Regions from separate parts of the Mus musculus genome. Here regions 1, 2 and 4 are each linked to region 3. The links are chromatin contacts, called in public HiCAR-type and promoter capture Hi-C maps. All regions are on one chromosome and are shown on one strand. Each heading gives the region's core, a stretch centred on a gene start, on an enhancer-like site or on the middle of the called end of the contact. The rest is flanking DNA. Distances are from core to core; before and after follow the strand shown. Region 1 holds the start of Atrx (ATRX, chromatin remodeler). Region 2 holds the start of Cox7b (cytochrome c oxidase subunit 7B). Region 3 holds the start of Abcb7 (ATP-binding cassette, sub-family B (MDR/TAP), member 7). Region 4 holds the start of Pgk1 (phosphoglycerate kinase 1).

What was found. Promoter capture Hi-C pulls out the DNA fragments that hold promoters and counts their contacts. HiCAR-type assays count read pairs that join an accessible place to other places.
Region 1: a contact with region 3 is called in a promoter capture Hi-C map of liver, with 2.9 times the contacts expected there. The contact joins the promoter of Atrx here to the promoter of Abcb7 in region 3. A contact is called at or near these places in 3 of 39 promoter capture datasets (erythroid cells, liver and pre-B cells).
Region 2: a HiCAR-type map of astrocytes shows a contact between it and region 3, with 6 times the contacts expected there. The contact joins the promoter of Cox7b here to the promoter of Abcb7 in region 3. A contact is called at or near these places in 3 of 39 promoter capture datasets (the C10 cell line, erythroid cells and liver), 1 of 115 datasets of contacts at active chromatin or transcription factors (astrocytes) and 1 of 9 other capture datasets (liver).
Region 4: a contact with region 3 is called in a promoter capture Hi-C map of liver, with 4 times the contacts expected there. The contact joins the promoter of Pgk1 here to the promoter of Abcb7 in region 3. A contact is called at or near these places in 1 of 39 promoter capture datasets (liver) and 1 of 115 datasets of contacts at active chromatin or transcription factors (astrocytes).

Annotation. Positions count from the first base shown.
Region 1 is chrX:105,927,604-105,934,381 of GRCm38.p6, reverse strand. Atrx (ATRX, chromatin remodeler) reads left to right here and starts at 5,010. Exons shown (of 35, transcript NM_009530.2): 1 at 5,010-5,282. The coding sequence starts at 5,263.
Region 2 is chrX:106,011,753-106,017,844 of GRCm38.p6, reverse strand. Cox7b (cytochrome c oxidase subunit 7B) reads right to left here and starts at 2,145. Exons shown (of 3, transcript NM_025379.2): 1 at 1,975-2,145. The coding sequence starts at 2,014. It overlaps Magt1 (magnesium transporter 1), which reads left to right and starts at 6,043. Exons shown (of 10, transcript NM_001190409.2): 1 at 6,043-6,092. The coding sequence starts at 6,082.
Region 3 is chrX:104,411,960-104,418,301 of GRCm38.p6, reverse strand. Abcb7 (ATP-binding cassette, sub-family B (MDR/TAP), member 7) reads left to right here and starts at 4,456. Exons shown (of 16, transcript NM_009592.1): 1 at 4,456-4,645. The coding sequence starts at 4,478.
Region 4 is chrX:106,185,391-106,191,957 of GRCm38.p6, reverse strand. Pgk1 (phosphoglycerate kinase 1) reads right to left here and starts at 4,858. Exons shown (of 11, transcript NM_008828.3): 1 at 4,643-4,858. The coding sequence starts at 4,707.

The DNA.
Region 1 (6,778 bases), core at 3,761-6,260, 1.5 Mb before region 3:
CCATACTCCTAATAAAAAGTTTGCTTCCCAAGTTGGGCATTGATGCAATCAATACTTCCTTTGATTGTAGTTTCCCTTTCAGGCAATCGTAATTGTGTGTTGTGTATCCCTAAGAAAAGCTTCTCCCATCACAGTCGAGACGGCGGCTCAATGAACAAAACAATTAAATAAATAAATAAATAAAAAGACTGAAATCATATGAAGAATGTCTGGCTTCTGAGCACAACTGACTGAAACTAGCATTTGCTGAAGCAACTTGGGAGAATTCTTAAATACATGTTAATTGAACATGTTAATTCTCTCTTCCTCCTCCTCCTCCTCCCCACCTCTCTTATAATTTGAACTAGGATCTCCTGTAGCCCAGACTAACAATGTAGCTGAGGATGCCCTTGACCTTCTGACCAGTGTTCAAGGCTAGCTTTGGCTACATGAGAGCCAGTTTCTTTTTCTGTTGTTCTTATTGTTTTTATTTTTTGGTTTTACTATATCCATTTGTCTACACACATTCATTCATTCATTCATTTGGTGCCAAAATCATGGGGCCAGTTATGTTTTATTTATTTTCCTTTTTATCTCTTTTTTTCCATTCAAAAAACAGAAACCAAACCCTAAACACAATAAAACCATGTTAGCACACTGAAATTTTGTTTTATAACCAGATTTACCTATTTTGTATTTACAAATGACACATATGCTATTCTCAAAACAACCCCAAACCAAATTTAACAATAAATAATGGATGACATGCCAATTGAAAAGAGTGTTGGAGTGGCTTTGTTAATATCAGAAAACATAGACTTCAAGACAAGAAGCAAGAGACAAAGGGGTGCATTTTACAATGAAACCTGTGAATATACTGGCAAGATAAAACAATTCTAAGTTTGCACACAACCTACAACAGAGATCCAACATAACCAAAGTAAAATAGAAAAGCAGGTAGAAGTAAATAAAAATTATTGAAAACACTTCCTCTCAATGGCAGATACAAAGGCTGTACAGAAAATTAACTAAGGTATAAAGGCCTTTATTTCTGACTTGATTAGATTGAGGAGAGATTAGTAAGGCCTTTCCAGAGGCCTGAACTCAGGGGGAAAGCTCTGCTTGAGTGTGAATAATCCACCCCCACCCCCCCACCCCCGTGCAGGTTCAGATAAAAGGAAAAGGGGAAAAGCAAACCAATGAGCAGGGAGGGCACCCGCTCTTTCTGCTTCTGGGTGTCCTTGATGTGAAGAATCTCTTCCACATGCTCCATGATATGCACCCTCACTACAATGTGGGCCTCACTAGTATTAGAATTTAATGAGAACATCTGTTAAAATAATGAGCTGAGGTTTATGTCAGCATAATCCCTACTTGCTTCATATTTGTTGCTAGAAAATGGATAATCCTTTTGTTACTTGCAACAATTAAAATTAATTTCCCCCATCGCCTTTATAATATATTCTCTTTATAGGAAAATTTGTGAGTAATGGAAAAGTACAGTGCAGAAAAAAATCACTGAGACATTTCATCTGAAGGTATCATTGAAAAAAAAATGTATGCACAGAGAGAGAGACAGAGACAGAAAGAGACAGACACAAACAGAGAGACAGAAAAATAGACAGATAGACAGAGTACCTCTGAGATCTGGTCTCTCTTTTTATCCCTGGCTTCCCTGGAACTCACAGAGATTCACCTGCCTGTACTGTCTGAGTGTGGGGATTAAAGATGTACACAACCATGCCTGGCTATATTTTATGTTTGTGTGTGAGTGTGTGTGTGTAGTTTTCACACTGTTGGAGATACACATGGAGCTGAGGTAATGGGCAGCTGTGAATTGCCTGAGTAACTGTTGCAAACTGAATGCAGGTTCTCTGCAAGACTAATATATACTCATAACCATGGCATCATCTCTCCAGCAGCGTCAGGGCAGGCATACATGGTGCTGGAGAAGGAACTGAGATTTCGACATCTTCATCCAAAGGCAGCAGAAGGAGACTGTGAGTGACACTGGGTATAGTTTGAGCATAGGAGACCTCAAAGCCCACCTCCATAGTAACATACTTCCTCTTACAAGGCCACACCCACTCCAACAAGGCCATGCCTCCTAATAGTGCCAGTCCCTATGGGCTAAGTATTCAAACACATGAGTCTATGGGGACCATACCTATTCAAGTCACACACTGGGCTATAGAGTAAAATGATGTTTAAAACAAACAGACAAACAAAGACCCCTAACAATACAGAATGGAGGCAAATGCCAGTAATCCCAGTGCTCAGAGTCTCAGCCAGGAGTTCAAGACCATCCTTTTCATGCTGTGATAAAATGTTCTGACAAAAACAACTTAAGGAAGAAGGGTTTAATTGTCTCACAGTTCCAGGTTATACAGTTACACAAGGTGGCAGGAACTGGAAACAACTGGTTACATCACATCTACAGTCAGGCGTAGAGAGAAATGAACTCATACTTGCATGCTTAATGCTCAGCTCCATTTTTTCATTCTTACGCAGTTGAGAGTCCACAGCCTTGGGAAATGTGTTAACCACAGTGGGAAGGTCTCCCTACCTCAGTTAATACAATCAAGATAATTCCCTACAGTCATCCTTAGAGGTCCTTCTCCCAGGTCATTGTGTCAAAGTGGTGGCAATTAAAACTAAACTTCCAGCTACATAGTGAGTTTGAGGCCAGTCTGGGCTACACAAAACCTTGTCCCAAAAACAAAACAAACAAACAAAATTCATTCAGATTAAAATAATAGATGAATTACTATTTTTTCCATAGTTGTGTCTGTTAGATAGCAAGGATATTTGTTGTGATGAAATAGATCTTTCAGGTTAACTTCATTTCTCAAGGAGGAAGAACATGGCTTCTGTAAATTGTGTTTAAGTAATATTTAATATATTAAACACAAAAGAAGAACATTATTGAACAACAGAAGATTGATTTCCACAGTTGGTAGTGGATCTTGAACATTTAAAAATTATTTGAAATGTTGCAAGTTTCTGTTCATCAAAAATGTATGCTATCCAAGAGAACTCTTTAAAATTGTGATGATGTTGACGTATATAGCTCTCCATACTTGATGGCTTCTGGGTGTGGGAGATGGCATCTGGGGGACAGGCTCAGTTTTCTTTAAAGGGCTGGCCACTGGGAGTTTGACCAGGCTATGGATAACACAAATTGGTCTTGTTTTCTTCTCCTCCTCCTCTTTCTCCTCCTCTTTCTCCTCCTCCTTCTCCTTCTCCTCCTCCTTCTGTTTCTTCTTCTTCTCCTCCTTCTCCTCCTCCTCCTCTTCCTCCTTCTTTTCCTCCTCCTCCTCCTCCCTTCCTTCTTCCAGGGAGGGCAGACTTGAGAGGACTAGGAAGTGAGTGCGATGGGGTTTCACAATGTCAAATTCCAAATAATCAATAGAAGTACTGTGAAAAGACATAAAAAAATGTATATTAGAGGCTGAAGAGACTGCTTAGTGATTATGGGCACTTGCTGTTCCCAGCACCTACATTGGGTAGGTCATACCTGCTTGTAACTCCAGTGCCAGGGGTCCAACATTCTCTTCTGCAGTGTGAGGACTTGTGTACATATATACATCCAGGCTCTCTCAAACATACATACAACATTTAAAAACCAAATCTTTATATGTTAGTTAGCCAGGTGTGATGGCATATGCCTTTAGTCTAAGTTCTCAGGTGGCAAAGGCAGTTGGATTTCTGAGCTGAAAGCCAGCCTGATCTACAGAGCAAGTTCCAGGAGAGCCAGGGCTGCACAGAGAAACTCTGTCTCGGAAACAAACAAACAAACAAACAAACAAAAACCTAGTCTGATTGTTGGAATGCATTGTTTGAAAAGAGACTCTTCTCTTGTCATTCTAGTCCAAAACTGCAACCCTGACATCTAAGCATGACCAAAACTGTTGCATATTTCAGGAAAAATAAACAGAATGAACAAAATAAAGGGAATGAACATGTGTTCCAGAATAAATGTGGGCACAAAGTTGGAAACTTCAAATTTAGAAAACTTATTTGTGATTTGCAGAGATTATGAATGAAAAATGAAATGAGGGGGAAACGATTTGGATCAGTTGGTAAGTGAGATATACCCCCAATCATATCAGATTGAACTAATGGCTGACCTGTGTGTGACAATTTCAAGATTGTTCAATATCAAAAGAATTAGATGTCAATGTCCAGTTGATCATATATATATAAATACCTGTAAGTATCCTTAAGTATGATGGGGTACACCTGTCTTCTAAGCACTTTGGGAGGCTGCAAGGACAGTCCAAGTTTGAGGCCAGCCTCATATACATGTTGAGTTGCAGCCTAGTCAGGACTGTATAGCTAGAATTTTTCTCATTCTCTTTCCACAAAAGGTAAAAATTCACACGTGTAAGCGTTGGCAAGCTGAATATTATAATGAAATATATAGAAGAAAAATTAAGAATATTATAAAATAGGAAAGAAAATATTTATATTTTGGGTGGCTATGGAGATTAATGATTAAGAGTGTGCATGTGGGGGAGGGGTTAGGACATAGCTCAATGATAGAGTATTTGCCTAACATGCACAAAGCCTTGGGTTTAAAACAGCATAAGAATGTATGTCCACCCTCCCCGCAAGGATGGATGTTTGGCTGAATGTGGAACTTGTGCATTGGTATCCTCACCCATTAAAATGTTAGGTCTGCCTACTTTGGATGGTTCAAGCATGAGATTAAGATAAAGGATCTGTGTAGTGGTCGACATATAGTAAATTCTCAATAAACGTAAATGGGGTGTCATTGTTTCACCAATTATGTGGAAGTAGAGAGGTTGGACCAAGAGCGCATTTTCAGGATAATGTCAAGATACATCCCTGACACTTTGAGGTCAGCAGTAACTGAACTGGACCCCACTAAGAAGAGGTGGAGGGGATCAAATGACGTCGACCGCCTTAGCAACAGGCTCCCAAAGAAGGTGAATTTCCGTAGCCAATAAGACACTGAGCTCTGGCAGAGGTAGCCAATAGATGACGGAAAGAGGAAGAGGGAGGACGCGCCAATTCTCCTGCCCAAGCCTCGGCCCAACAAAATGGCGTCGGCATAGGCCTTGCTTTGTTTCCGTGGCTCTTGCAGCAGCAGCAGCAGCAGCAGCAGCAGCGGTAGCGGACTCTGAGCTGGGAGGACGATCCAGCACTATCTGCGGTGACTACTAAGATCCCAGTACTTTTCGTTCAGCCACTGGCGCCGAGGAGCGCAGAACGGTACCCAAGGGGTTGCCAAGCCAAGCGGCCGTCCGAGCCAAAAACATGACCGCTGAGCCCATGAGGTAAAACGCAAGCCCTTGTCACGGGCCCCGGCGTTCTGCTCCCGGGCGCCTTCCACTCGAGTGGGGTGTTTGCAAAGACGTGCGCTAGGTGCCCTAGGCCCGCGCGCGGCTTCGCGGTCAGCGGCATCGTTTTCCCTCTAGGTGAGCGGGGCTGGGGGAGCGCGGTGGGAAGCCCCAGCTGGGGCTTGGGGTGTGTGTGTGTGTGTGTCTATGTGTGTATGTGTGTGTCTGTCTGTCTGTCTGTGTGTGTGTCGGTCGGGGGCGGCATGCGGCGCGCGCGTTGCCTTTCCCGCCTCCCGCCGCTGCGGAGCCGGGAGCCCCTGCTCGGCTCACGCCTCCGTGCCCGCGGCGTCGAGGCCTGGGGGCGGGGGGTGTCGCGGGCCACCGAACGCTTGCGGTCAGTCTTTCGAATCTCGGGGCCTAGCGACTGCGTGGGGAAGGAGGGGGGAGGGGGGGGGAGAAGGTGGATGGGGGAGGGGGAGGGGCGGAGGATGGGGAGGGGGAGGGGCGGCGGGAGGAAGTGAGATCCTGGAACTAGCGAACCCCAATGGTCGCCTCCACTGGAAGTCCTCCAGCTCTCCGCGGCTCCGAGAGGAGAGCCGAGCATTGGAGGTAGGAGGGCCGGGCCCGGAAGGTACCTCTAGAAGGTGCCTTTTCGCCCCCCGACTCCAGATCCTGGAGGGTTATCTTGGGGACCCCTGGGCGGCTGAGACGGAGAGCGGGCAGCCCAATGCGGGCTTTTGCTTTCTGAGAACAGCGGCCGACGACTTTGCAGGAGAAGTCCGGTTTTTGACGGGACATCGGTTGTTGTTACCCCCTGCGGTTTGGGACACGTTCCGTGAAGTAGTTAGATCGTGCTTTTATTTATTTGTTCCACGAGGCATGTGGAGCGGGTTAACGGGGATTCACCAGAAGATTTATTGCAAAGGTAGAAGAGAGCCCAGGCCCGATGTTAGCGATCAAATACGTTTACGATTCAGGCTGTTTTTCCACGCGTTTCTGATTTGCTTTTTGATTGTTTGGAGTAGTTAATCTGAAATGGATTCCGCTTTTATGCAGATACCTTGCTTTTTTAGGCAGTTTGATATTTGACCTTTTATCCCAAGATTGAATTCGGTGATTTTTCTTCTCGAATGAGATGCAAGCTTGGTGAATAGTGGCAAAACGAAATTATAGGTAGCGTGGATCATAATTGCATCTGTAATTGGCAAAATGTGCCGTTGGGTGACTAGGACATCATGGCTTTGAGCACTTTAGATTGTAGAATTTGAGAACGAGCCTATCCGATTATTTTCTACCTTAGCAAACAGTGCATCGATGCTCTCTTTACTTAGGGAAAATATACTTCAGTTCTGTTTGTTTGTTTGTTTGTTTGTTTTTCGAGACAGGGTTTCTCTGTGTAGCCCTGGCTGTCCTGGAACTCACTCTGTAGACCAGGCTGGCCTCGAATTAAGAAATCCGCCTGCCTCTGCCTCCCAAGTGCTGGGATTAAAGGC
Region 2 (6,092 bases), core at 896-3,395, 1.6 Mb before region 3:
TCTCATTACAGATGGTTGTGAGCTACCATGTGGTTGCTGGGATTTGAACTCAGGACCTTCTGAAGAGTAGTTGGTGTTCTTAACCGCTGAGCCACTTCGCCAGTCCCTGTTTTAAAGGTCTTTAAAGGTACTTACAGACACAGAGGAAAAAGCAATGTTGAATTGAGGTGCAGCGGTTCATAGCTGTTCTCTCAGTACTTGGGAGGGTAAGGTTGAAAACTATACTCAATTTTCATGCCAGGCTGGGCTGCAGGGTAAGACAAAACTGCTGTTCCCTCACTAATGTTTCAGGCTGGGGAGAGCCTGGATTCAGTGGCAGAGCTTTGGGTTCAAATTCTATCAAATCCTCTCTCACCCCCAAAACAAACACCACCACCACCACCACCACCAATGGTCTCTATGTGGTATAATCCTAATAATTCCTTAACCATTATATTAGCTGCTTTACTTACGGTTCCACTTTCACCTTTAACCAGCCACACCCAGGGAAATAAATGTAGCGGGATTGGTGTAGTGCTTGCCTAACATTCCCTAGACTTGATTGCTAACACTTCAGAAGCAAACACAATTAGGTCTATAAAGGTGGGAAGGACTTTGTCAAGCCCAGCACTTGGGAAATGGAGGCCAAGGATCAGGGGTTGAAGACATCCTTGGCTACAGATTAAAATGGCAGGCCAACCTAGTGTACCTGAGACCCTCCCTCAGAAAACAGCCACAGCCGGAATAAGCAAATTCATAAACATTCCATAATCAATTCTGCTCCAGAACATTTAAAAGGGTGAGTATGAGAAACAGAAACACAACAAAATAAACTAAAAAATCATCTTTTTGCCTGGTCTCCAGAGCAAGTTCCAGGACAGCCAGGCTACACAAAGAAACCCTGTCTCAAAAAAAAAAAAAAAATGATAAAAAAACTTTTCCTACAGTATTTTTAAAAGTCCCTAAGTCACTTAAAGATCAAAGAAATTGAGATTACCAAACAACTGTTGTTTCAACACTCTGATTTACCAAGTGATCTCCCCTCTATACCAAAATAAAATTAAAAACAAACAAACAAACAAAACCACCCAGTTTAGTGACCAGAGATTGGTTAATGGTCTTTGACATAGGTATTACTTACTAACCTCTGTTTTACAAAAACAAGTTTATAACGCTAAATCATTTGTCCAAAGTGAAAGAAATAATAAACACAGCTTGTAGCAGATGAAAGATCAGTTGGGCTTCTTTCTTTTTTTTTTTTTTCAATTATTCCCAAAGTACTTCAGTACTTAGAACACAGCATGTGATCTAAAGGTAAAATAAAACTAAATCCATGGCTAGAAAAGCAAGTAAGTATTGTGTAAGGTCACCTTCATTCACATTACTGAAGGTCACCTTCAGGGTAAAGCAATTACAAAAATGAATTTTTTTCTTTCCAGTCCAGTGTATTTTCCATATATACTGCTAGTCTCAAGTTTCCACGTACTTGCCTAACTTTAAAGCAGGAAAAAAAAATGACCATGATTGTTTTCGCTATAGTTAATATTCCGTTAATAATCTACAGATGACTTCTTCAAAGCTGCCAGGCTTAAGGTTTTCAACCCCTTGCTATGAATCCAGATGCGGTAGATTTAGTTTCCTACCACCGTTATTGTAGGAGATCAGTTCTTCTACGTAAATACACTCCCAGAGCTAAAATTTAGATCATCGCTAAAAGAGCAAGGTGTCCGCCAAAGCGTTCTTCCTGGAAATCATAGGTCTCTGAAGAAAGAGAATGCATAACGAGGTTAGGAACACAAGGACAGGATGATAAAGCCACTGTCACAGCTACCTCTGTTATGGCTAGCTTCCCTTCCCAGTGACTGGAGACCACGCAGGGGACCATGCACCTAGAATTAAAACCCGCAGGATTTGGGGCGGAGGAAGAGGGCAGAAGAGCACGAGGACAGCCGGATCCCGGGTGTTGTAAAGAACTCGCCCACATTATCTGCTCACCTTGGAGACGGCTTAGTGCGTTTTTGGCTAAGGGCAACATCGCGGAGACGAAGATGGAACTGCGGCGACTATGCTGCTGCCTTGGTGCAAATTCACCCCAGCTACCCTTGCAAAGCGTCCTGAAAAACAAAATGGCTTTCAGCAGGGAGCCCAAATGAGAATTGGTGAGATGTCGCGAGATTTAGGGGTTGACCTATAGAAATTGTCATCCTAGTTCCTGCGAGGAAATAGGAAGGTCTTTGGGAAATGTAGTTTCAAGCTTGATGGCTTCCATAAAGTAGTATTTACTAAGCAGGGAGGTTAACTCTTTGGACAAAGGTTTCGGACTCTACAAAGGAGAGCTGAGACACCGACCTTACATAAGGCACCAGCATCAAAATGGTGCTAAAACTCCAGAGGATTGGATCTAGTGTCTCACTTCCAATTACAGTCCCTTCAAATTTTTCACATTCTGTCTCCTATTACCTACATTAATTGGTTTTACCTTTATTGGTTTTTTTTTTTGGAATTTTTGTGGGGGAGTTGAGACACGGCCTCTCTATTTAGTCCTGGCTGACCAGGAACTCTCTATGTAGACCAAGCTGGCCTGGAACTCACAGAAAAAGTCCTGCCTTTGCCTCCCAAGTGCTGGGAGATCAATTGACCTTTTTCCCCTAAGGATTCCAGTTCATGTGCATCTGGCAAGAATACTATATATGTATCTTCTTAAGAAACTCTGTGTAGGGCTGGTGAGATGGCTCAGTGGGTAAGAGCACCCGACTGCTCTTCCAAAGGTCCAGAGTTCAAATCCCAGCAACCACATGGTGGCTCACAACCATCCTTAATGAGATCTGATGCCCTCTTCTGGTGTGTCTGAAGACAGCTACAGTGTACTTACATATAATAAATAATAAATAAAAAAAAAAAAAAAAAAAAAGAAACTCTGTGTAAGCCAGGTCTCCCTATGTAACCCAGACTGGCTAGAACTTACTATGTAGCCCAGACTGGCCTAGAATTTGCAATTCTTTTGCCTTAGCTTCTCTAGTGTCATGATTAGATAAATAATGTACAAATCAAACTCTGCTTTTTAGAGCATCCTATCAAAAGGTATAGGATCTTAGCATGTCCCATTCAGTAATAGTATGAACTTAATCATTTAATCCAAGCACTGCATACCAGATTTCTACACTTTAAAGTCACCGCTTTCCCTTTGTAATTAAAAAAAAAAAGTATCTTGAGTGGAAAGGAGGGATGTGTGCAAAAAAAAAAAAAAAAAGGTAACTCCAATGCATAATGACTATCCTATTCTGCATAAGCTTCTATCCACTATGTTTTGTATCCATTGGTAATTCTTTACCACACTGTGTCTGTATGACCACTGCAGTTCATATGCCTAAAGCAACCTGAGTGAGCATAAAACAGAGATACTCAAACCACCATGCTTATTTGGTATGCTTGTTTATTTTTTAAGATTTATTTATTTATTATATGTAAATACACTGTAGCTGTCTTCAGACACACGGGAAGAGGGCATCAGATCCCCATTACAGATGGTTGTGAGCCACCATGTGGTTGCTGGGACTTGAACTCAGGACCTCTGGAAGAGCAGTCAGTGTTCTTAACTGCTGAGTCATCTCTCCAGCCCCTTGTTTGTTATTTTTGTGTTTGTTTCTTGGAGACTAGATTTCATCCTGTAGTAGAGGCTAGCTTGGAATTTACTATGGAGCCACTCCTGGCCTCAATCTCCTGGCAAGCTGCCTGCTTCAGTTTCCCAAGATGATAGGTGTGAGCTGACATACCTAATAATTTAACCATTTAAAAATTTTTCTTTTTAAATTTTGAGGTAAGCTCACACCAAGTGGCTCATATGGGCCGTTAACTCACTCTAAAGTAGAGAGACAGGCATTGAACTTGTAATCCTCCTACCCCAGCTTCCCAAGTAGGAGTTAAACTGACCTATGAGGCCCAGCTTAATTTTTTCATATCCTACTTTCTCCTCTCCTTTGAAACAGGGACTCGCCATGTAACCTATGTGGGCCTCAAAGTTGGGATTTTCCCACTCTAGTCTCCCAAGTGCAGGGATTACAGGAGTATGCCACCACATGTGGCTATTGCTTTCTCTGTGTGTCTCTCTCTGTCTGTCTCTCTTCTGCTCTCTTCTCATCTGTCTTTTTGTTTATTTTGTTTTGTTTTGTCTTGTTTTGCTTTGTTTTGTTTGAGACAGGGTCTCTTGTAGCTCAAGGAGGAACTCCCTATGCAGCCTAGACTGGCATTAATCCCTGATATCCTCCTGCCTCTATCTCCTGAATACTGAGATTACAGGTATGCACCGCCAGGCTCATTTTATTTCATATCTCTTTATGTGGAGACCAATTACTTTCCTTTCTTTTTTTTTAAAGATTTATTTATTACTTATACAGCATTCTGCCTGCATTATTCCTGCAGGCCAGAAGAGGGCACCAGATCTCATTATAGAAGGCTATAAGCCACCATGTGGTGGCCAGAAATTGAACTCAGGATCTTTTGGGCCTGCTCTCAACCACTGAGCCATTTTTCCAGCCCGTCCCTCTTTTAAAGCAGTTACTTTCCTTTCAACAATCATCTCCTTAACTCTCCAAATAGTGGAATTATTATAATTCTGTGGGGTTTTTGCTTTCTAGCAGGACCTAAAAGAATAATCACATAGTATGTTCCACACATTCAAAATAAATGCACCTTGGGCTTTGGATGTAGTTGTGATAAAATGCTTGCCCAGCTTGTGTGGGGTCCTTTACTCAATCCTTTACTGTGCCCTGTGCTGCAAAATAAATAAATAAATAAATCCAAATTATAATGTGTGTGTGTGTGTGCACGCGCTTGTGTGTATACTGAGGAAATATTGAGGATTAAACCTATGTGTTTACAAATAACAGTTAAATGTCCTATCAACTGATCTATATTTCCCCAATGTCTTAGGGTTACTGTTGCCATGTTATAACACCCTGACCAAAGCAACTTCATCAGGAGTTGCAGTCATAGGAACAGTACTTAAGCCATCTTCAAGAATAGTATGTGCTTGAAAAAAAGATTGGTGTGGGGGGGTGGCAGCGTGAATGTACATGCAATGGGTGTGTGCCTGGTCTCTGTAAAGATCAGAAGAGTGCATCAGATCTCCTGGGACTACTAGGCTGTTACCCACCATGCCGGTCCCGGGAGGGTCTTCTCCCAAAAACAGTTAAATGTTCTCAACCCTTGAGACATTTCTCCAGCACCTGTCCCAGAGTATTATACTAAAGGAGCAAATTTCAACAAAACAAAACAAAACCACTTTTGATGTAAGATATTTGGATGTTTTGGGTGTTGTCAGCGCTGAGGTTTGGGCTGAGAAATTAATTTTGCTTACCAGAGGGTATAATGCAAGCTTCTGCTTTAGACCACGTAGTTCCCTTGGACTTGGCTAGAATGGAACTCTGAAGGTTCCTTGAATTGTTGAATTCCTAATCGTCCTGCCTCCACTTCCACCTCCCAAACCTGGGAGTTTGGCTGGGAGAAATCACGAGGGCTCCTTTATGTTTGAGACAATCTTACATTAATCAGGTGGCCTGGGATCCGGACAATGGAGCCAAAGATGACCTTGAACAATTGATGCTCTTGCTTTCACATTCAAAATGCGTGGATTAGAGGCTTTTGTTACTTAGGCCAGCTCAAAATCAAACAGTTCTAAAGGAAGGAACGCTTTCTAGATGATGATTCCATTTTTAAACGTACAAGCCATTTTGTGCCTCAAAAAAAAAAAAAACCAACAAAAAAAAACCTCAGCGCCATTTCAAACCTGCGCATGTGTACTAAAAGTTCGCTGAGCGCGATGTCTTTACACGTAGGAAAAGGGTGCAGCCTTTTCAGCGGACCAATAAGAAACCTCCAGATTATCCTTTTCCGATTGGCTCCCGGGAACCAATCGGAAAAGAACTTTTTTTTTTTTTTTAAAAGCGGGCGTCTGCTGAGCGTGAGGTCACGTGAGGGGTCGAGCGGCAGGGCTGAGCCGAGCCAATGGGGAGCGGCAAGGGCTCGGTTCGCCCGTTCTCACGCCCCACCCTCGGACCGTGCTGGAAGAAAGTTTCGCCCCGCCGCCAAGAGAGAAGCGTGAACATGGCCTCGCC
Region 3 (6,342 bases), core at 3,207-5,706:
ATTTGTTGCCTTGCTTAGCCTCACTATGGGGGCTTTTGCCTTGCCTTATTGTAGTTGCTTTGTCAGGTTTGTTTATTGACTCTTGGAGGCCTGCTCTTTTCTGAAGGGAGACAGGGGGAGTGAATCTGGGAGAGAGGGGAAGTAGAGAGGAACTAGGAGGAGTGGAGGGAGAGGAAGCTGTGGTTGGGGTGTATTGCATGAGAGAAGAACCCTATTTTCAATAATTAAAAAAAAGAACATGAAGTTGCATGGGTGGAGGTGGGAGTGAATCAGGGAGGAGGTGGGGGGGGTGAATACGAACACAATGCATTGTGTGAAATTCTCAAAGAATTAATACAAATAGAATAACTAATTCCCCAGCAGGCCTTAAACTTTCAATCGTTCTGCCTTAGTCTGGTGAGTAGTTTGGATTGCAGGCCTGTGCCACCAAGCCCAGCTTGAATAAGAAGATTTTAATGGAAACAGGGCAATGTGGAGAGGCACTGGTGGCAGGGGGTAGATAAGGTACTCTTAGGAAGCTTTTTTAAGCAGATGACATTTGAGCTGAGACCTGAAGGGCAAGAAAAAGTCATTAACAAATCTGCAGGAGAGATGTTCCAGGCAGAGAGGAAGGCAAGTACAAAAGCCCTGAAGTGAAAAGAACTTCTGGCATTTTCAAGTAACAGAAAGATCCTGGTGGTCTTCACAAAATACATAGTATTTTCTTTAAATTCAGTAGGAAGAAGTGGAAAGAGCACCGTATTTGGAGTCATTAAATCTAGGTTTAGTCTCCATTCCCATTAACTCTGCAACCTCTGTCAAGCTGCAACCTGTTTCCTCATAAATATGCGATAAAACTGCTAATAAATAATACCCATCTTCCAGGGTTGATGTGAAAATTAAATAAGGTATAAAAAAAGGTACTTGATGAGTTGCAAAATGCTATCTACAATTAGATGAAATTATTGCATAAAGTATTATTGTGCAATCTGAGGCTGCAGCAGCTATTTATAGTAGCTTTTCTTGTATCTACTTCAGTATCTCTCTTTTTAAAAATTTGTTATTGGTTATTTTGTTTATTTACATTTCAAATGTTATCACTCTTCCACGTTTCCTCTCTGAAAACCCCCCATCCCACCTCCTCCCTCTACCTCCACAAGGGTGCTCCCTCACCCACCCACCCACTCCTGCCTCACTGTCTTAACATTCAGATGCTGCAGGCCAAGTTGGCCTGTCTATTTCACTATCCTTTCTCTATTAGCGTACAACTTCTATTTCATCTTATATTCCCAGGTACCATGGAAATTATGTTTGGTTTATTTAGTAAATAAATGTTTGCTCCTTTTTTGCTCATTAGAAAACAGCTACTTGAATATTCCAAGGTTACTCACATTTTTTTTAAATTGCAGAACTTTCCTTAAAATGAACACCACTGTAAAATACATTCACTCCCTTTAAAGACCTCAAAACTGGATCTGCAGAGATGGCTCAGTAGTTAAGAGTACTTACTGCTCTCACAGAGGACCAAGGTTTAATTCCCAGCATGCATGTCAGGCAGCTAACACCTACCTGTAAACTACAGCTCCAGGACATCCAATACCCTCTTTTGGCTCCCGTGGGCTCCAGAACTCATGTGTACCCAAACGCATACTAAAGGGACTCCTAATGAATTGATATTATATGAATATATTAGTGCACTTTCAACCCTCATCATAGAATCTTGTCATTTTTCTACTTTTTGCAGTAGAGATTAAAACATATCTGGTTAACATTCAGAGCATAAGATATCATGGAGTGACCAGCCCTATATGGGATAATCCATACCACATGCCTTCCTCCACTGGCTCAGAGATTGCTGTGGAAGAGGAAATAACCTAAAAGTCACAGGTGAGGACACAAGAGGACAACTGCACATATGACATCACAGTCCTTGGGACAGCATGCACATGTCCTGTGCAAGATCAAGTCAGACAAAATCCCAGCATGGAAGAAGGAAATGGTTTGGAAGTCCAGCTCCTAGTAGGAGACCAAGTGGCAGCTGTTAACTGTTGAGGCAGGGAGGGCCAGGTTTCTTCAGATATGTGGTCCATAAGAAGCTGCCCATGTTCCAGTATATGGTCTTAAGCCCTTGCACATATAGACAGCACTATGGACTTAAACAACAAGCACATGAAGTTTGCAGAGAGAAGTGGTGGAAATAGGGGAACATTTGCAGGGGAGGGAATGGGACAGTGGGGGATTAGAGCAAACTACATTATATGTATGTATTTATGAAATTCTCAATAAAGAAGAGGGAAAAACAGTGTCAAGTCAATTTGTGTGTTTGTCAAGTCAATTCCTGTATTTTTTTCTCATTTCATTTCAGAAGAAAAATTAATTTCTTATCACCTTAAAAAATAAATCTTTAAGCTGGGCGTGGTGGCGCATGTCTTTAATCCCAGCACTTGGGAGGCAGAGGCAGGCTGATTTCTGAGTTTGAGGCCAGCCTGGTCTACAGAGTGAGTTCCAGGACAGCCAGGACTACACAGAGAAACCCCGTCTAGAAAAAAACAAAACAAAACAAAATCTTTAAAGACCTCAATAATGTTGCTTTATGTCAATAGTACCTATTGGTATTTCTAGTAAAAGCCCAGATTTTGAGAAATTATCTATAGTATCAGATGTGGGTATTTCATAAATTTAAAATCTTCTTCTGATTGAAATATAGGATTCTACATGGCTTCTTGAAATTTTCATTTAGTTTTATGTTTAAGAAGTAGGCAATGGGGGCTGGAGACTTGGTTTAGCAATTAGGGGCACACTGCTAAATGTGATCTTGCTAAATGTGATCTTTGTTCTTGCAAAGGATCTGGGTTCAATTCCTATTCATACAGATGGTAACTCATGACTAATTATAGGGCCACTGAACCTTTTTCTAATCCAACACTTCCAACTCTTAAGCCAAATACTGTTAATCCAGCATAGTTTGATGGATATACAAGTATGATCATTTTACTCTCCTGATTAAGGCATTCAATAGCTGCAGCACACAGCATTAATTTCTTAAGACAAAATTGCCATCAAGAGTTTCTGTTCACCCTGTTCCATCTCCTACTATTTTGCCATCAAGAGTTTCTGTTCACCCTGTTCCATCTCCTACTATTTTGCCATACACTTTCTGGACTCCTGAGCCTGAAAGTTTTCTTATGAATTCCTTCTTTTCATATAGCCATCTTCTTTACATGTATGGAGGGATAGTCAGCCTCTTTAATCTGAAATTCTAATTATCTTCTTCCCCAGAAACCTGGTGAGTGATATGGATCTCAGAAGAAAGTGAAGCTAGCTGCATGGGCCATATATATCTTTTGTCTTTTGTCATGACATCTCTCATTAGTTTATAATGCTTCTACAGAATTAATTCAAGATTACTTACCTGCCTTGTGTAAAAGGTTTGAAAATGAGCCTGGTGTAGTTATGCCTGCTTTTAATTCCAGCAATCCAGAGGCAAGGACAGGGGGACATTGGAATTTGAGGCTAGCCTGGTTTGCATAGCAAGTTCCAAGTTCCACAGTAGCCAGGCCTTTATAAAGAGAAGGGAGAGAGAGAGAGAGAAAGAGAGAGAGTGGGAGAGAGAGAGGGAGAGAGAGAGAGAGAGAGAAGTGTTTAAGGAGAGATTTTTGAGAATGCATTAATGAAATTGTACCTTCTTGACTCCAGGTTTTCAAGTAGCATTTATATTTGGAAATTGTTTCCCACCCAGATACTTGTAAACATATTTCCATGGTATTTGGTTTGATTATAGTGCTGACAAAATAATACAAATGTGTCTTTAAATATGCAGTTTACTATATAACATGTTCACTTACCATCCACCTAGCAGTTTTTAAATAAGGGACTCTGAAGAAACCAAAGGGAAGAGCTACAAGGAGGCAAATTAATGGAATGAAATATGTGTGTACCCCGAGAGCTCCTTGTCCCAACAGCAAAAGACCAAAGGCAAATCAGGAAAATAAAAGGTTTTACAATGAAGGCGGCGACTCTCACTTGTGAAGCCTTCTCCAGGGGAAAACTTGTCTGTACTTTAATCCTCAACGTTAATGCACAGGGAGAATGAGAGTTATGCAGAGTGGAGCATGGCATTGAGTTGGAGACAAGAAAGGAATCGAATGGCAGACAAGATAGGGTTGTCATATTTACCAAAGCAACACTTGGGACATAATTATCCCAATCATTTGTTTTTTATCTGAAATAACATTTAAGTGGGTAATCCTGTATTTTATCTGGCAACGCTAAGAGAGAAGAACAATGGTAGTCTGATGGTCTGGGCTGTGCAAGAAAAAGCCCGAGTCACTGGGGGGAAAAAGAGTAAAGCTCTACTTAAGCACAAGCATCTTCAGACACAAGCTATTTCCGGTGTCGGGCGCGAGCGGGGGGAGGGGAGAAAGCAATGAAAGCCGCGGCACTCAGTCCGCCGGCGTCCCACAATCCTCCTCTCTCGGTTCCTTTTTCCTCGCTCAAGATGGCGCTGCTCGCGATACATTCCTGGCGCTGGGCAGCCGCGGCGGTCGCTTTCGAAAAGCACAAGCATTCGGCAGTTCTGACCCGGGCTCTAGTCTCCATGTGCGGCTCAGGCCCGCGATGGAGTTCGTCCCAGCGCGGCGCGTCAGGAAGCGCTCGGCTGTCCCAGGTGTGTGGCCGCGCGCTTGGGAGAGCAGGGTGAAGGACAGGGGAACCTGGTAGGGAAAGGGTTGCCCTTGTGACCTCAGGTCAGAGGGAGCGCGCCTAAGGAAGATTGTCAGGGCGAGCTCAAGAGTGGCGGCGAGGGTAGGAAGTTAGGGTTAGGAATTGGAGGCGGAGAGGAAGAACACGTTTGGGGACAGCAGAGAGCCGGGAGGTTTCAGGCACGGGGCACCTGCAGTGCCGGCGTCCTGTAGGGCTTTGCCGCTTGTTTTCTAAGTGGGTGGCAGACGGGGCTGCTTCCAAAAGTTCCTCGTGGAATTTGGTGCTGAGCGGCCCGTGCTTCAGAGTGTACTAAAGCGGGAGTATGCAATTGCGAGTGCACTTCAACAGGACAGAACGCCACCTATAAACAAGTAGCACATTTAATTGGTACGTTAACTCCCTCAACTGACAGGCGAGCTCCCTCGGAGGCAAAAACCATAATTATCCTTTTCTCCAAAATGTACACTGCTCGAAGACAGACGCTTTGTTATCTTTTGCTATGACTATTCAATTACGTTCTTTGTGCATTCCCTTAGTGTGGCAGTGATTATGCTACCTTGGAATATTGGCTACCATTAGCTCATTCAATAAGAGTTTGTTTTAAAAAATCGTCTGTGGTACTTGTACTTCAGTTTGTGGTTTTTTTTCCTCATATATTGGCAATATTTTAATTGCCACCACGTGTTCGTCAGTATAACCTTAACATACTGTCATTTTTGTTTGGAAAGCAGTTTCTTAAATTATGACTCCCTGTCAACAAATATTTAATGTCTACTACTACTATAATCATAAACACTGTTTAGATAACAGAAGTCAAGAGAAGCATACAGTTAGGCCTTCAAGGGTTGAGGTTTGGTTTGGTTTTTACAGACAAGGTCTTGTTTTGTAGTCTCGTTAGGCCTTGAGTGTGTGATCCTCCTGCTTCAGCCTACCGAGTACTGGGATGACAGGCATAAAGTGACAAGGATTGTACAATTTTTAAAATTGAAAAATATTTGAAATCGACAAATAATTGTGTATATTTGTGGAGTGTGGTGTGATATTTAATACATGGATGTAAGTGATCAGTTTAGAGTAATTGGCATAGTTTGCATCCTGAACACTTGTTATTAGTATAGAGAATAATATTTTAGAGATGGAAAGAGTCTGTACTATAATGCTATGGAATGTCAGTGATTAGATCAGCACTTTTTTTTTTCTTTTAGGTGAAATAAAGTAATATAGAAAAGAAACTCTAGGTTTTTCGGATATTAAGGGATGAATAGTTTTGTGAACTTTTGTTCACATATTCCCTATAATGTGATTACTGAGATGGGCTATGAAATGTATTTTTTTTTTTGCATTATGCTCTAGATTCATAGCCACTCGCTTGTTGCGGCCATTAAAATTAAAAAAAAAAAATAGTTTCTTCGGCCTATTAGCCACATTCCAGGTTTTTAATAGCCAGGTGTGGCTGGGATGTGTTGACAACATAGCTAAAGCTGTTGAACAATATGATTTTAAAGAATATGATATCTAGCCCTTCTAATTTTGCAGATGAGGAAACTAAGCCACAAAAATTGATAAATGAAAGCCTTCAAGGCTATTCATTCATTTATTGCTTTCTTTGTGTCAGGTACTTATGAAATAATACTCTCGTAGTCACCAAGGACACAGCAAATG
Region 4 (6,567 bases), core at 3,609-6,108, 1.8 Mb before region 3:
CCCTAAGTATTTTATTGAAGTCGTTAAAAGACAGGGTTGGCAAGATGGCTCAGGGCACGGGCACTTGTTGGCAAGCCTGACCACCTACCTGAGTGTTATCCCCAAGACCCATGGGTGGAAGAAAGCAAGTTATTGTCTCAACTCCACAAGGGCCTGAGCTTAATTCTGTTTAGTGTGATGGTCTCTGTAGCAGTCTGAGTGGGGAACAGGTAATAAGTAACGCCCCTTGATTCTAGTTATCTTGATATTGCTTCTGGCTCCTTGGGATAACATTCCCCAAAGAAAAGAAATTTTAAAAAAACAAAAACAAAAAAACACAGCAAGAGAATTTCCTTCTTTCTAGAGAATGCCTGATTGGAACTTGAATAGGCAAAACAATACTTCAATATTAGATAATAGTGGCTTTCAAAAAAACCTGAGGGGGGGAAAATGAGTGAGATGTGCCTCGGCCCACTGACAATAGATAAGTGGGAGGCATATGATCAAGAAAATACAAGCTAATACAATGAAGATGCTCCTTCTGACCTAACAGATGACTGCCTTTCTTTTTTGTGCTGGTGCTGGGGATTGAACCCAGGGACCTGAGCACGACACCCCCAGTCCTGCTTTACCATTAGGAACCGATTCTGAACCCTTTCCTACGGGGTGGTGATTTTACTAAGTTGTGTCTGCCATGATTTTGAGAGATTTTTCTGCCATGTAGCTTGCCTTCATTCATCTCCTGAATGAATACTAAGATCAAGTATATACCAAGACATCCACCCAAGACATTTTTCATTATTTTTTTCTTAAATCTGTGAAATGATTATAGTATCTGGCTAAGAGTTATAAATGTTAAAAGGTTTAGAAGTGCCACCTAGTATCACACTGGTGTTAGTTATTATATGCCATTGATTCCCCAAACTATAACTGCTATTTGAAAGAACGATAATAAAAGCATTACTTTTGGTACCACTCACTAAGGGGCTGCAATGAGGGGTCAAGACTGCCACTGGTCTTGATTATGAAACTCCATCTTTCCCATTTTCACTGGTCTTTCCCGTCTGCAGTGACCACAAACCCTGCAGGTCACTGGCTTCCTCTCTACCCTGAAGACCAATCTACCGCACAAAGGAGCTTGAGGGACATACTTCTTGATTCCGATTTAAAATTAAAAGGCAGTGTGCCTCTGAACAAAGAAATGCACTCTAAGCCAGGTGTGGTGGCGCACACCTTTAATCTTGGGAGGCAGAGGCAGGTGGATTTCTGAGTTCGAGGCCAGCCTGTTCTACAAAGTGAGCTCCAGGACAGCCAGGGCTATACAGAGAAACCCTGTCTCGAAAAGAAAGATAAGAAAGAAAGAAAGAAAGAAAGAAAGAAAGAAAGAAAGAAAGAAAAAAGAAATGCACTCTAGTTGGTTTCAGGCACTTAAGGCACCCTCTTTAAATATCCTGAGCAGGCCCTTGCCAGCCTTAAAGTGCAGACCACAGCAGATCCAATATCCCATTACCAGGACTGAGTTCCCCCTCTTGCAGCCTCCTAGAGAAGATAATAGACAAAAGGGTTAACTGCACAGGGTGGATAGTGCTGCTTCCTGCACCCAGAACCTTACAAGAAGGAATGAATGCCTTTGGGCTAAAATATCCAACCATCTGTGGCTTCTATCCAAGCTGTGATGACATCAGCTTACCGATGAAAACTGGATTAGTTCTCACTGACCTCTTGATTGCCTTTGACCTTCACTCTCTCCTAGACTTACAACTCGGCCTTTAGCTTCTCTCCTGAAGACTCCAAAGCAGGAACAACGTTCCTTACACAAATCACTTGTTCACTTGGGGGTGGGGAACGTGGTGTATACACACACACATATATACATATATACTGAGCATACATACATCTAAATACGTATATACTGGGAAAAACTGAGTTTCTGTGCAGTCTTTGCAATCTTTTACAACTCCATAATTACTCCAAAATAAAACTTTTTCAAAGCAGAATGGTGGTGGCTACAGCACACCCCGCAGGAGGCAGAGGCAAGAGTTCCAGGCCAACTTGGTGAGTTCCAGGACTTCAAAAACACAAAGCAAAGAAACAAAACAAAAACTTTATATAGAGAACATTAAATTAGAATATCACGTCTTTGTTGAAATCTCGAGATTCCAGGCCCTGTTCTACTAAAACTATGGGAAGGAACCATGCCCACCACTGCCTTGTGGACTGATTGCTAAAGTCTGCTAGTACGATGGTGTCTGCTCTCCGTTTTCCTCTTCCCACCAGAGCTGTTGCTTCGAAAGTCCCAAAAGAAAACCAGTGAGGTTGAGGGAAGAAAACGTACAAGAAAGAGAAGTGCCAGCAAGCAAAGGATGACTAGGGACCTATGGGTGAAAAGGAAATGACATGACAAAAATCAGCAGGAAATGTACTCACAGAGCCTTGTAAAATCAACTAGAGTGAGGCGGAACCTGTTGGTGTTTCTGGCTTATTTTAAAGTTTCTCCAAAAGGAACTGGGGTGACTCAGTGGTAGGGTGCTCAGGCACAAGGTGGCTAGTGTTAGATTCCCCAACACAATGAAAACTAATAAAAGTTACCAACAACAAATCAACTTCCCTTGCCAACTTAAAGCAAGGGACTAGTCAGAAAACAAGAGCACCCTTCTACAGGGCAGAAAGGAGGTGAGTGAACGGGCCCAGGATGCAGGAGGCCCCATTTCTGAAGCACTGCCAGCAACTACCACAAAAGGCACTGAAACAAAAAAGGTATTGAGCTCACCCAGGCATGGCTGCCTAGACTCCTCACAGAAGCCTACAAGGCAACTCCCCATGCAAGATGCATTAATCTGGAAACCAAGCAACTTCACCACTGTGGCCTAAATACCAACCAAGTACAATGTATCCATATTATACAGGACTGCAAACTCGACAGATAAAGTCTATCCCAACCTGTTCCTGAGTCAGGCTCAAGGAGCTAAAGAGACCCAAATCCTAGTCCTGCCTCTGCTACATTCTCTAGACCTCAATAACCTTCACAGCGCCCTTTTCCATCAGCCAAAGGAGGCCAGCCAGTCTTTTCCAGGCTTAAAGGTTAACCTGGGTTAAATGAAGCTTGATTTGGGGCAAAAGAGAACTGTTGCCTCCTGTCTCACCCTCAACCGGAGTTAATTCCTTTAAGATAGTTTCTCTGTAGAAAATAGCATAAAATCCCAAACTGCCATCCCACAAAAGTGACCAGCACAATGGCCCACTGTCTTGTCTTTGAGCAGCTGCATGCATCTGAAAAGGTCAGCCTCAAGCCAGTAGTGCCTGTCTCCCTCACAGGATGAATCTTTTGTCCTTAGAACAGAATGAAAAGTTAGCTAGAACCTGCCCTTTATCTATGATTAGGGTGGCTGGGATTTCTGCTCCATCCTGATTATTCTATCCCATTTGGGGTAACATTAAGTGTTTTGCATGAACATAATACAGTGGGTTGGTTCTGGATATCAGCCCAGGAAGAGAAGGCCACCTACCAATATTGGCTACGATAAAATAAGTGCCTGTACAGAAGCCAGAGAACCTCTGTTCCCTTACATGTGTTAGTATCTAAAGGATGCCCTCACTTGAACTGGCCCAAATCTTCAAAGGGACCAGGATTACTGCCAATCAGTCATCCACTTCCAAAGAAGGTCAAGCAGGCAGAGTAGTCAGTCACTGCGACCATCAATGGCCCTTAAAAATTCCCATCCTTGGGTCCTATAGTTGTTACATGAACAACCAGGCCCATCAGTTATGTATCTAACCATCATCCTTGACTCCTGGCAAAAAAAAAAAAGTATACATTATGAAAGGCAAAAAGGAGAAGACGCATACACCCTAGTAATTCTTTCAGGTAAGGGAGAAGCCAAGTTAAGTCAGTGACCTGGGACCCACATGTGCCACGTGCGTGGGAGCCTTCCTCAGTTCTGACATCCTGCTTCTCTAGCCACCTCTCGAGTGAGGTTACAGGCCTCCAACTCCCGGCGGCCACACCCTGCATGTGTCACAATCCTGATGCAAACCCCAGGGCCAGGAGTCCAACCGCAAGGTAGGGCAGCAGAGGCCTGTTATATAAGCCATACAGAGCTTCATCCAGTGGGCCTCACCCTCCCACCCACAATTCTTTGGGGAGAGGGACCTCCACTCGAGAGGACTTTGAGCAACATCTTTTGGGAAAGAAATCATTTGTACCAGGACCAATGAAACGTGGGCGGTTTCGGATTCGTCACGGATGGTCCAAGAATCTTGGGGGAAGGGAAACTAGCTAAATGACCTTTCAAGGTCCCTCAGCAGGGGCCTAGAGATTTGCAGGATAAGTACTACGTCCATTCTCGCTACAAGAGATGAAACTGCACTTCAGAAATGGGAAAAAGATTGAGTCCTGAGAATCTGAGCCCTTTATCAGTGGGATCAACTCCCTAAAGGACACATTTGGTCGCTTTTTAAGCTAGAAGCAGTTAGGACGCAGAAAAGCAAACTCAGACACAGTCTCCGCCCCAATGAGGTGAGAGGAACAGCCTTAACCTCCAAACCCAGGACCCCCAAGACCCAGCTGAAAAATAAGTGCAACTTAAGGTGATGGGAAAACCGTGCTTGCCACGGCCAGAGAGAATGTGGCCCCGAGGGCTTGAGGGCAGCAGTACGGAATTACCTCATCACGACCCGCTTCCCCTTCACGTCCAGCTTGTCCAAAGTCAGCTTGTTGGAAAGCGACATTTTGGCAACACCGTGAGGTCGAAAGGCCCGGAGATGAGGAAGAGGAGAACAGCGCGGCAGACGTGCGCTTTTGAAGCGTGCAGAATGCCGGGCCTCCGGAGGACCTTCGGGCGCCCGCCCCGCCCCTGAGCCCGCCCCTGAGCCCGCCCCCGGACCCACCCCTTCCCAGCCTCTGAGCCCAGAAAGCGAAGGAGCAAAGCTGCTATTGGCCGCTGCCCCAAAGGCCTACCCGCTTCCATTGCTCAGCGGTGCTGTCCATCTGCACGAGACTAGTGAGACGTGCTACTTCCATTTGTCACGTCCTGCACGACGCGAGCTGCGGGGCGGGGGGGAACTTCCTGACTAGGGGAGGAGTAGAAGGTGGCGCGAAGGGGCCACCAAAGAACGGAGCCGGTTGGCGCCTACCGGTGGATGTGGAATGTGTGCGAGGCCAGAGGCCACTTGTGTAGCGCCAAGTGCCCAGCGGGGCTGCTAAAGCGCATGCTCCAGACTGCCTTGGGAAAAGCGCCTCCCCTACCCGGTAGAATTCCCAGGCGCCTTTTCTAGACCTTTGCAAATGTCATCCCCTTTTGGAATCCTCTGCTTTCTCAGCTCCCAAATGGAAGTCTACATAAGGTCTTACTTAGTAATCGAAACCTCTCAGAAGTTAAAAAAGGACCAGGCCTTCCCCTCCCCCCTTTTATAATAAAAAGTACAATGTAATTGCTGTGGTTACATTATTCATAATGACGAATACATATAGCATGTGTCATGCTAACTAACAATGCTCATAAAATTCCTAAGTACGTTCTGTTATTAAAGATGAAGTAACTGATAGACAAAGATTTAGTGTCTTATCAAGACTGCAAAGCATCTAAGTGATCATTTCAATCCTGGGCCACTGTGATTTCGACTGCTTTGGGAGTGTAGCTCAGTGGTAAAATGCGGGCCAGAGGCCGTGGATCCAATCTCCAGCACTGTTTAAAAACAAAAACAAAACTTTAAATCTCTACTGACACTCATTTGGGCTAAGGACGGTGCTCAGTGGTAAAGTGCTTGCCTGACGGTCTGAGACAGGACAACTAGTTAGGAAATTGAAGGGCACATGAGAAATGGAAGCCCTTGTTCACTCTCCTGGTTTTTTCTTTCCACCTCTCTCACTGGCAGATATCCAGGAGTGACTGGCCAAAGCACCTCTGGAAGTTACTATATTATGTGAAGTAACTCAGAAAGACAATACCATGTGTTTTCTATCCTATGCAGCTTTTTATATAAGCATATACATGGAGAGGAGAGACAGGTCCAGGAAAGGGAAACAGTTTTAAGAGAACAGAGGACGGAAAAAGAACTGGGTAACAGGAGCCACGTGACATGGAAGAGACAAAGGACTGCAGGAATGCTGAGAGCCCCCATGGTTATCCAATAGCAGTAGTGCAGTCTGAAATCGGATACATACAAGCGACTTTACACAGACTGAGAAGGCTGTCCTTACATATTTAAGTACACACACACACACACACACACACACACACACACACACACACACGAAAAAAAAGCCATAAATTTTGAGGTCTGCACCTTTCCCTGCTAACTGATCTCACTGACCCTACATTTTGTCTTTCTGTTTTATTAACAAGCTAACTCTCCACTCTGAATCCTGGTGAGATTCTTTTCCACGGTGGATGGCAAGGTCTCTGGGCGCATGAAAGCATCCTACCTGCCCAGGTTCTGAAGGAGACTCCGTAGTGCCAGCAATACTGAACTGAATGCCCTAATGCCAGCTACAGATCTCTACATATAACTACCTTTTAATTTGTGTTTATCCTTGCGTGTGGGGTTTTTTGCCTGCATGTATGTCTGTGTTTAAGATAAACATTTGTT